Linked DNA regions of Zea mays: region 2 is linked to region 1. A link is a contact called in public Hi-C data. All regions are on one chromosome and are shown on one strand. The core of a region is the stretch at or near the end of the contact, and the rest is flanking DNA. Distances in the headings are between cores, read along the strand shown.

Evidence for each region. A called contact is a pair of places that touch in the nucleus more often than the background predicts.
Region 2: a Hi-C map of leaf shows a contact between it and region 1, with 5 times the contacts expected there. The contact joins the promoter of LOC103647201 here to the promoter of LOC100284681 in region 1. A contact is called at or near these places in 6 of 25 Hi-C or Micro-C datasets (ear, endosperm, leaf and 1 more).

What each region holds. Positions count from the first base shown.
Region 1 is chr2:161,802,215-161,807,559 of Zm-B73-REFERENCE-NAM-5.0, reverse strand. It overlaps LOC100284681, which reads left to right and starts at 1,946. Exons shown (of 12, transcript NM_001157576.1): 1 at 1,946-2,426; 2 at 3,347-3,477; 3 at 3,904-3,945; 4 at 4,564-4,675; 5 at 4,773-4,851; 6 at 4,963-5,132. The coding sequence starts at 2,166.
Region 2 is chr2:161,963,264-161,968,851 of Zm-B73-REFERENCE-NAM-5.0, reverse strand. LOC103647201 (poly (ADP-ribose) polymerase 1) reads right to left here and starts at 3,871. Exons shown (of 20, transcript NM_001301609.2): 1 at 3,635-3,871. The coding sequence starts at 3,778.

The sequences.
Region 1 (5,345 bases), core at 697-3,196:
TTTAATATCTGGTATCCGTTTAATTACTCCTGCATATATCTCTTGAACGGTTCTGATGCCTTAGAGAACCTTTCTATAAATCTTCTCGAGCTTTACTTGGAGTTTCTTTCTATAAGCAGATTCTAATTTAGTTTTTTTGTCTTATTTAAATTACAGCAAGGAATTGCCAACAGGGTTGTTGGGGAAACACATATCCTCTATAAATCTAGAATCTTGAAACAGTTATTTTATAAATTTTCAGTAAATATATTTTCCATGAGATGCATACCTTCCATTTTGGAATAGTGTGAACATCTCTTTTGCACATTTTATGTTATTCGCCTCACTTATATCCTATAATACAAATAGTAATATCTTAATTATGCATGATTTAATTATATGGTGCATGAAAAAAGAATGGAACGAACAACAACATCGATGATGTGTTAACTAAACAAATAAGGTACTCTTAACGTTATTCGAATGGGAGAAAAACACAGGAATCGAAAAGAAAGGAACCAATCGCCTACAATGTTGGTGAGATAAGGAAGTAAGCAGATGGTGGCACGGCTCGGCGGAGACAACGATGGTTCCTCCATTTTCCCTTTTACCACTGTGGCGCGCTTTCGTCTCCCGTCTGGAAGATTCTTGTGGCATCAGGATGGACCGCACACTGCAGCCTTATGCAAAGGAGGTACTGTACACGCATGTGCGAGTTGCACTCAGAAGACGTGGATATGAGATCGATCGACTGAAAATAATGGTGAAGATGTGGACCATGTGGGAGGCGAGATTCCCTCCTCGCTCTATTATAAAGAATTGCAGTATGCAATTCAATGACATTTTACTTGTAATTTTTTATCGTATTGATTTTATTGTTATTTGTTAGTGATGAGCAGCAGCAACAAACCCACGGTCTGCAAACTAGGGGGTTAAGTTTTGGGTTGTTTATGTAGGGTACATAGAAGCAGAAAGGAAAAGGTTTATGTCTTTTACTTAGATGTCATTAATTTAGAGCACTCCTTTTCTTGCTCTATCCATTTCTTGTTTGTAATTTTCGTCGGGCTTCGGCAAAAAAACTGACAAACGAGTTGTGCTCCCACTTCTAATCTCTTATTCAATGTGAAATGGAATTATTCCTTTTGTTTTGCTTGTATGCAGTTAGCAGCTTCTGATTGTAGAAATTGTCATTCCTTGTACTCAAATCACACCAAGCATTCCATGTATTTGAAGGAAGGGGAGCTGGCTACCTCTTCTAGAGAGACAAGCAGTAGGCGATGGATTGCTGCTAGCAAGTTTTCTAAGTTCATGATGTCAGAGTATATTCCTTAAAAAGTGACTTACTCTGGCACGTACCTTACTATATCTTTTAAGGTATGAAAACATCTACTTTTAGTGATGCTAACAAAAGTATAGAATAATAATTAGTATTTTTGCATATCAATGTATCTTATCATATTGATTCCATAGCAACAGATGAATATACACCTATATTTTTTAAGGTATGTAAACATCTACTTTTAGTGATACTAACAAAAATATAGAATAATAATTAGTGTTTTTGTATATTAATGTATGGGTAGGATCACAAATAAATTACGAAACCTTTTCCTATAATATTATAACACAATTGTACATTAGTTATCGTGATATTTTATCTTCCCGTTACAACGCACGGCCATCCACCTAGTACAATTGAAAGAAAATAATAAAAAAGAACACCCTCACCGTGGGGGGGACCCGGCCCGGGGACTCCAACTGTCCAACACGGTGCCACCAGGTCACCAACATCCGCGCACAAATCGCGTCGCCTTTCTTTCCTTCCCATTTCCCCGCCACGTCACCCCGCACCCTCCCCACCCAACCCGCCTCACCGGCCCCTAAAATCAGCCCACCTACCGACACGCGGGCCCCACCTCTCCAGTCCCCACAACGTCATCTTGACGGGCAGCCAAGGTGTCGCGGCGGGCCAAGTCGCAGACGCGGAGCCACCGCCATTTTTTTTACTCCCGAAACCAGGCAGGAGGGAGGAGGCGACGACATCGCCATCACACCAGATCACTGAAGAAGAGAGAGGCGCGTCGAGTCTCCCCAAAGAACGAGCTAGTACAAAGTCTCCTCTTCCTTTGACTCCGAATCCCCTAGACCATTGATGGTTGCGGGGGCACCGGAAGGAGCCACTGACGATGGGCCTCTGCTCCTCCTCCACCGCCGCCCGGGCCGCCTCCGACCCCGGCGCCGCAGCCGCGGGTGATGCCGCCGCGGCAAAGAAGGGGCGCGGGATCGTCGCGTGCGGGAAGCGGACCGACTTCGGATACGACAAGGATTTCGAGGTGCGCTACTCGCTTGGGAAGCTTTTGGGCCACGGCCAGTTCGGCTACACCTTTGCCGCCGTCGATCGCGCCTCCACCGAGCGCGTCGCCGTCAAGCGCATCGACAAGAATAAGGTACTGCTATTCGTGCTCTGATCGCCGGTGACCGGGCCTTCATCGTTCCTTTTCTCATTACCTTATCGGCGGAGGAGCGTCTCGTGTTGCTGGCTGGCTGACGGGTGGGCCAGGCCTGAGACCTCATTGTGTAGTTATGCTGTGTCACGCCGCCAGCTGGGCTAGCCTGCAGGTTTTGCTGTTGGTGCTTCTCGTTTATCACGAGTGCGGTAGCTTCGGAAAAGTCACAAGTTGCCAAATGCCAATTGCCTCGGTACACTGCACATGGACAAATCGGCAGAAACAGGAATTTCAAATAAAGACATCTATGCTGACTTGCCCTAAAAAAAAGAAAAGACGTGCTGACTTATTTGGTGTTACTGTACACATCTGCTAATTTGGGCAGTCTTTTCCTTTCCGAGAACACGTAGGAGAGAGCTCCTCATCTTTGGATTAGATTACATAGTGTGGGCAAGTTAGATCTACTGATTAGCGGCCATGGAAGCTACAGAGATCATGAGTTCACCACTGATGGTTTGGTTCTCGTTTTCAGTGTCACGAATTGCGTCTGTATTACAAAACTTATTGATGAGCATATCATGGATCATGGATAATGACAGCTCTTCTTTGGCCTTAAGCAGTTGTGACATAACGGTATTAGGAACATATTTGGTTTTCTGCACTTTTGTCTAAATGAAGGTAACTGATCATTCTTTTTTATCTGTAATGAAATAGGCTGTATAAGAAATATAACACTTCCAAAAATGATCCTTGGCCTCAACGGACACATGTTGGTTTACATTTGTTCCTATGCGCATTCACTATCAGTACATCATAGAGTGTTATTTGTTCATAATATCAAGAAAAGTACAGAACTAACTCATATTTTGAAATATAATCTACAGAATTAACTTGACACAAATGGGCTATTTTCCTTGCAGATGGTCCTTCCTGTTGCTGTTGAAGACGTAAAGAGAGAAGTTAAAATCTTAAAGGCATTACAAGGGCACGAAAATGTTGTACACTTTTACAATGCATTCGAAGATGACAACTATGTTTATATAGTCATGGAGTAAGTTATGGAAAATATCTCATTGTTCTTGTAATCTTTCAAGTTCCATTTATAGGTAGGTTTGTGTGAATATATAACCACCAAGGATTCTGTAGGAAACCTGATCAAATATGACTTAAGAGTGGTCTATAGATGTTTGATTAGCCTTCTGTCAGAAAATTTTCCATTACTTTTATGGATGAGTTATCATAGTAAGGCCCATCAGGGCAGTTGGGAGTTTGAGGACATGAGTTTGTTATGTCATATTCAAAATCTAATAGCATCATATTTTTGGAGAAATTCTACGATAATGCTGGTTTGTAGAGAATTCAGGACAAAAGGGCAGATTATATTTGTTTGCAAGCAATTCTGATGGTTCCTGGCCCTTTTCTCACTGCACAAGCTAATTAAATATCTGACTTCCATTGATTTTGTTCATTTTGTCAGATTATGTGAGGGTGGCGAGCTACTTGATCGGATATTAGCCAAGTAAGAAATATCATAATGCTTAGATGTCTATGACAGCTCTTATCTTACCCTTGTTGCACAAGTGTCGTATTATGTGTTCTCCCTCTGTTAACTTATATGGAGTATGCGCAACAGCGCAAGGTTAAGCTAAGTATTTACCTCTTTTTGTTCAACTAAGTGTTTCTTTTACGTGTCATTTCTCTTTTCAGAGTGGATTCCAGAATATTTCTTGAATTTCTGCTTTTGTTATTTTGATTGTCTGGTAATTTTTTGTACTAGAGCATAAACACAATAGTTTTTCTTATGAAGATAGTATTGTCTAGATACTGAGCCTACTAGATATAGCCATATAGGTTTCGCTATAATTTGATTCGTCTCTGTCTTATATTGACACTGCACAGTGAAGCATGGCAAGAGTCCGTATATGATAAGAAGTTTCTTGATATGTATATCTAGCATTATTGATGTATTGAGATGGGACATCCTAGTCACTTCCATACTTCTTTTAGAAAAGAAGACATCATAGTTTCCTACTCATCTATGCTGTGTTTACACTTTACACTCTTTCTATATAGTGCTGCTGTTCTGATGTATCTAGAAGGCATCTTATGCTGGAATTCATATTTTGTGCCTGAACAGGAAAGATAGTCGTTACAGCGAGAAAGATGCTGCAGTAGTTGTCCGACAGATGCTCAAGGTTGCAGCTGAGTGCCACCTGCATGGTTTGGTTCATCGGGACATGAAACCTGAGGTATACTCTGAAAGTATAAGATAGAATCCTGTCATAAATAGTAGTTGCTAATACCTTTTTATTAAAAGGAGTAGCTAATAATCTTATTGGTGTGTAGAACTTCCTATTCAAATCAAAAAAGGAGGACTCGCCCCTTAAGGCTACAGATTTTGGTCTTTCAGACTTCATAAAACCAGGTGCATGCATGCACATGTTTTTAACTTAATGTTCTGTAGTTTTCCCTGTTTGACTTTTGCAGTATGTGTTAGTTATAGGTTACACTTAACTATTGTTGCTTGCAATCACAGGGAGGCAATTCCGTGACATTGTTGGAAGTGCCTACTACGTAGCACCAGAAGTACTCAAACGCAGGTCAGGGCCAGAATCCGATGTTTGGAGTATAGGTGTTATAACCTATATTTTGCTGTGTGGAAGACGACCATTCTGGGACAAAACAGAAGATGGGATATTTAAAGAGGTTAACATCCTAAGTTATCTCGACTCTGTAATCATTTTTTTACATGTCCAATATTATATGTGGAAGTGCTTTGTTTGCATGTCCCATGCTAATTAATTTTCTTTAGTTCTTCAACGTTGACACATTGCCTTGGTATTATTATCCTAATTGCTAATTTAATATTTTCTGTCCCAAAATATAATCCGTTTTATACTGATCAAACATTCAATTAAG
Region 2 (5,588 bases), core at 2,622-5,121, 160 kb before region 1:
AGTGGTTAATGATTCCATTGCAAGGTGTTTATGTTATGCTCCAGGGCGTGTCTTCTTCAGTCTTGCGGGATTCAGTGGTGCAAGTGTGCAACATGTTAGAACTGTCTGACAAGGAGCAAGTGATTTTGAACAGTTTACCTGGTGCTATAAAAGACCTAATCCAACAATTTCCTTCAGTTTTCGAGATACCTAAAGGCATGCCTCCTACCAGGGACTGTGATCATCAAATTCCATTGTTACCTGGGGCTCGACCTGTGCAAATGAGGCCTTACAGATATGCTCCTGCGTTGAAAACAGAAATTGAAAACCAGGTAGCTGAGATGCTGCATTCAGGCATTATACAACCAAGTAAAAGTGCTTTTTCATCTTCAGTGATACTAGTCAAAAAGAAGGACCAAACTTACAGATTTTGTGTAGATTACAGACATCTTAATGCTCTCACAGTAAAGACTAAGTTTCCGGTGCCTGTAATTGATGAGTTTTTGGATGAGTTACATGGGGCTTCTTGGTTTTCTACATTAGATTTGAGGGCTGGTTTCCATCAGATAAGAATGAATCCACATGATCAGTATAAGACCGCATTCCAGACACACCACGGGCATTTCGAATTTCGAGTCATGGCTTTTGGCTTGTCTGGTGCCCCAGCTACCTTCCAAGGCGCTATGAACACCACATTGGCTCCAATATTGAGGAAGTTTGCATTGGTATTTTTTGATGACATCCTGGTATATAGTAGGACTTGGGAGGATCATCTAAATCATTTGAGCCAAGTGTTGCAGTTGCTGCTACAGGATCAATGGTATATTAAGCTATCAAAGTGTGCCTTTGCTCAACAGCAGATTGCTTATTTGGGACATGTGATCAGCAGTAAAGGAGTATCCACAGACCCTAATAAGGTTGAGGCTGTCAAATCTTGGCCTGTTCCTACCAATTCTAAGGAACTTAGAGGCTTCCTTGGTTTAGCTGGGTATTACAGGAAGTTTGTCAGACATTTTGGCATGATTGCTAAGCCCCTGACTACTCTATTGAAAAAAGGAGTATTATTTGTGTGGACTCATGACCACAATGTTGCCTTTGACACACTGAAGCAGTCCTTATGTTCAGCTCCAGTCTTGGCACTGCCCAATTTTGAAGTTCCATTCGCCATAGAAGCTGATGCCTCGGGGGTAGGGGTCGGTGCTGTGTTTACTACAAGAAGGTCATCCCTTGGCCTTTGTGAGCAAAGCCCTTGGGCCCAAGAATCAAGGCTTGTCTGTGTATGAGAAATTGAGAAGGAGTACTTGGCTATCATTTTAGCTGTTACTCAGTGGCGACAATACTTGTTACATGCTGAGTTTCTCATTTTCACTGACCATCGCAGTTTGTCCCATTTGACTGAGCAGAAATTGCATACACCGTGGCAGCAGCGGGTGTTTTCTAAGCTTCTGGGACTTCAGTATCGTGTGGTCTACAAAAAAGGAATTGAGAATGGGGCGGCAGATGCCTTGTCTCGACGTCCCCATATGGATGCAGTGTTATTTAGTCTGTCCACGGTTGTGCCCCAATGGATACTGCAGGTCGTTGACAGTTATCAGCAGGATACAAAGGCGCAACAATTGTTGTCTGCTTTGTCTGTTACTGGAGCAGCATCTGGACCTTATACGCTGCAATCTGGTATTATTCGATACAAAGGAAGAGTATGGGTGGGAGCAGATCCTGGTCTCCATAAGACAATTATCGCAGCCCTGCATGATAGTCCTTTAGGTGGGCATTCGGGCTTTCCTGTCACATACCGTCGAGTCAAACAAACATTTGCATGGATTGGTATGAAACTGGCAGTCAGAGATTATGTTGCTCAGTGCAAGGTGTGTCAGCAAGCCAAGCCTGACCGGAGTAAATACCCGGGGCTGCTACAACCTCTTCCTGTCCCAGAACAGGCTTGGCAAGTGGTCAGCCTAGACTTTATTGAAGGTTTGCCCCGTTCTCGTAATGCTGATACTATTCTTGTGGTGGTGGACACCTTTTCTAAATATGCTCACTTCCTACCACTGTTACATCCATTTTCGGCCCTCAAGGTGGCTCAAGTTTATCTAGATTCAGTGTATAAGCTTCATGGTTTACCACTGTCAATCATATCAGATCGAGACAGGATCTTTACTAGTCACTTGTGGCAAGAGCTCTTTCGGCTGTCAGGGACCACATTGAAGATGAGTTCATCATACCATCCACAAACCGATGGTCAGACAGAGCGTGTAAATCAATGTCTTGAGACCTTTCTTCGCAGCTTTGTACACGCCTGTCCATCCAAATGGTTGTCATGGTTATCTATAGCCGAATATTGGTACAATTCCAGTTATTATTCTTCGTTGGGACGAACGCCCTTTGAAGTCCTTTATGGCCATCTTCCCAGGCATTTTGGAATTACTCTGAATGACACGCCTGTCTCTGGAGATCTTCAGGACTGGCTGAATGATAGAGAATTGATGGTCCGTGTTGTTCGCCAACATCTTCTTCGGGCTCAACAGCGCATCAAGGCACAGGCTGACAAGAACAGAACTGACAAAGAGTTCAACGTGGGGGATTCAGTTTACCTCAAATTGCAACCATATGTTCAGACATCTGTAGCAGCTCGTGCAAATCACAAGCTTAGTTTCAAATATTTTGGGCCATATGTGGTGCTACAGAGAATTGGTAAGGCTGCTTACAAGCTTCAGTTGCCCCCAGGTGCCACTGTCCATCCCATCTTCCACGTATCACAACTCAAGCTTTCCAAAGGTGACAATCAGGTCAGTGCTACCTTGCCTGGGACTGACAGTTCTCTCCAAGTTCCTCTTCAAGTCATGGACAGACGCGTGATATCACGAGGAGGCAGCCCAGTGCAGCAGGTGCTTGTCAGGTGGTCACAGTCGGATGCCGCATTGGATTCATGGGAAGATGAAGAAGCTCTCCGTGCAAAATTTCCTAAAGCCAACGCTTGGGGACAAGCGTTCTTTCGAGGAGAAGGGAATGTCAGCTCTCCTGGAATGGCTGAAGGGCATTCTGAAGATGGAGCAGGGGAGACAACGCTGGAAGGGCCACAAGACAAGATGGTGGGCCGACGCACTAGGAAGCCCAGCTCCAGAATTTCTGGTGCCGAATGGATTCGTTAAGGCCCGTATTAAATAGTGGTTGTAATAGAATAAATAGGAGAGTTGAGGGAAAAGACATTCAGTTTTGGAAATAACAGAATACCAAAGCTCACGCTCAATCCTCCTTCTTCGTCTCTTCTTGTCTGTAATCTCCGTTCAGTGTTCTTCCTCTAGTAAGAACGCTGACACTACGTTCATTCAGACGCACCAAAATCAAGTGGCATTACCGCCATGCACGTTATATAGTCACAGATCAAGAAAAATCCCTAGCACAACATCAGACCTACAGGTTTTTCATAGCAAATGGCCCCAAAACGGCGACCACTAATCCAATCTAGCCTGCATTCCAGATACCACCCACAGAAACCACTGAGAACGGCCTGCATTCCAGACCCAACTCACAGAAACCACCAAGAACGCGACGAGGCACCTAAACCCTAACCTTCGGAACCCATCCAAGATTTAACGAAGATTCGCTAATCTATCAAGTGAAGAGTGCTGGGAGAGCTGGTAGAGAGATTACGCACCGGCATGAAGCCGTCGAACTGTGACGCCTGAACCATCTTGCCAAGACGGAGCTGGTCCTTGGCGATAGGGGACCGGCATGACTTGCACGAGGCCCGCCCAGACTTGGCATACTCCGCCTTCCACGCCTTTGGCGGCGCCGCCATTGCGCCGGCCTGCTGTGGTTCGGGTTCCCTCCTCTCCCTAGCCCCTTCGATGGAGTTGGAGGCCGGACGACAGAGGAAGCCGAAGGTGGGTTCTGACTTCTGGAGTGTCAACAGGTAAAAGCCTCTATCTTTTCACGTGTACCATCGCAAATTCGTTTGTTTTAAAAATATATATATCTGTTTCTTGGAATATTTGGGTGATCAGACTAACTGCAGCGGTATACGCTGCCCTTTCCCCTCCCCTTGCATGCGGCGCGTAGGGAGCACCCTATGGCCGCAGCGGTGCCCTCTACAGCGTCCCCTACGTGTCGGTCCCCTTCTCTCTCCCCCCAGATATAGCGTGTCACTGTTCATCACCCTAAACACTGTGCAGTGGGTCCACGAGTAATTGTTAGTAGATAAAAAATTGATAGTTGGTATAGAAAATGATATTTTATAGTGGTAGTGGGGTATAGGGGGAGTATTTAGGGGGAACCGCTGCGGGAGATGAAAAAATAGGGGGGAAAGTGATATAGGGGGAAAAATTTAGGGGTAACGGTTGCGGATAGCCTCACTTTCTCCGTTCACTTTCTCAGGTTGTGCTAAAGATTTGTGGAAGTTTGGTTTAAGAAATCATTTATCCTTGAGATATTATATCATGAGTTTGTTTTCTAAATTTGGTGAAATAATTTTATTATTAATTAGTAACTTATGAGAAATAATATGATGATGCATTAAACTACTTCCTTCCACGATATGAAATTTGAGAAATAAATTGATGGTGATCCAAATCATTTCTCAGACCGGACACCATGATATGGTCTCTTTTCAACCTTAATTTTATATACCTATCTAGATGATTGAGGCAAGTAACAATCACTTAGGCATTTAAAAGTACTTTAATTTTTAAAAATCAGTTTTTATCACCAGTTTCTAGAAACTAGTTTTAAAAAAGTTGGGTAAGAGCGTTTAGAACAAGGTTTTCAAGAAACTAGTTTATAGTTTTTTTATACACACGACTAATCTACCCTTTTATTTATTTTATAAAGAGGTGACAACAAATGTAAATTTCATAAAATCAACAAAAGGCATTGATGTAATTAAACGAATAAAAACTGGGTTTACCTAGACTTGTTGGTTTTTAAGAAATTGAAAATATAGTTTCTATAAATTAGACCATAAATTGATACCTTTGAAACCACCTTCGTCCTATAAACCAACTCGTTGCTATAATGAAGCAGTCATTATGCTAAGGATGTATTTGGTTCGGGTTTTTTAACCTTCTTCTATTTTGAAAAGGTGGAAGTTGAACTAAAGGATTCAACTTTTCTGCTACTACTTTAAAAAGTACAACTTTTATTGTACAAAATCAAAACACCTTGGATCCTACTTTTTACTCCTTATTAAAGCTCCATATACTAATAAAGTGATACGAATTAGCGTTGTAATAAATAAAATAAAAATGTTATTAATAAAAAAAAATATAAAAATGGAATTGTAAACTGATTTATCAATTTAATATATTAATAAAGAGTCATGGCGGATAGAAAATAAAATAAGATTTAAATAATTAATTATTAGAATAAATAAAATAAAATATATTTTTAGTAAAAAATAAATAGCAAGCGGTGAAAGTTCCCTTTGCCCGGAACAGGATCTAGATGTCGTCTAGAGGGGTGAATAAGCAAATAAAAGATTAACCTAAAAGTTTAGAAATTATACTCTACTCAAAGGCTAGATCACAGTGGAATGAAAATCACTTCGAGTAGGTAGCAGCAGAATCAGAGTCCATGTCGATAGCTTGCACTTCAAAAAAAATTATACCAAATAT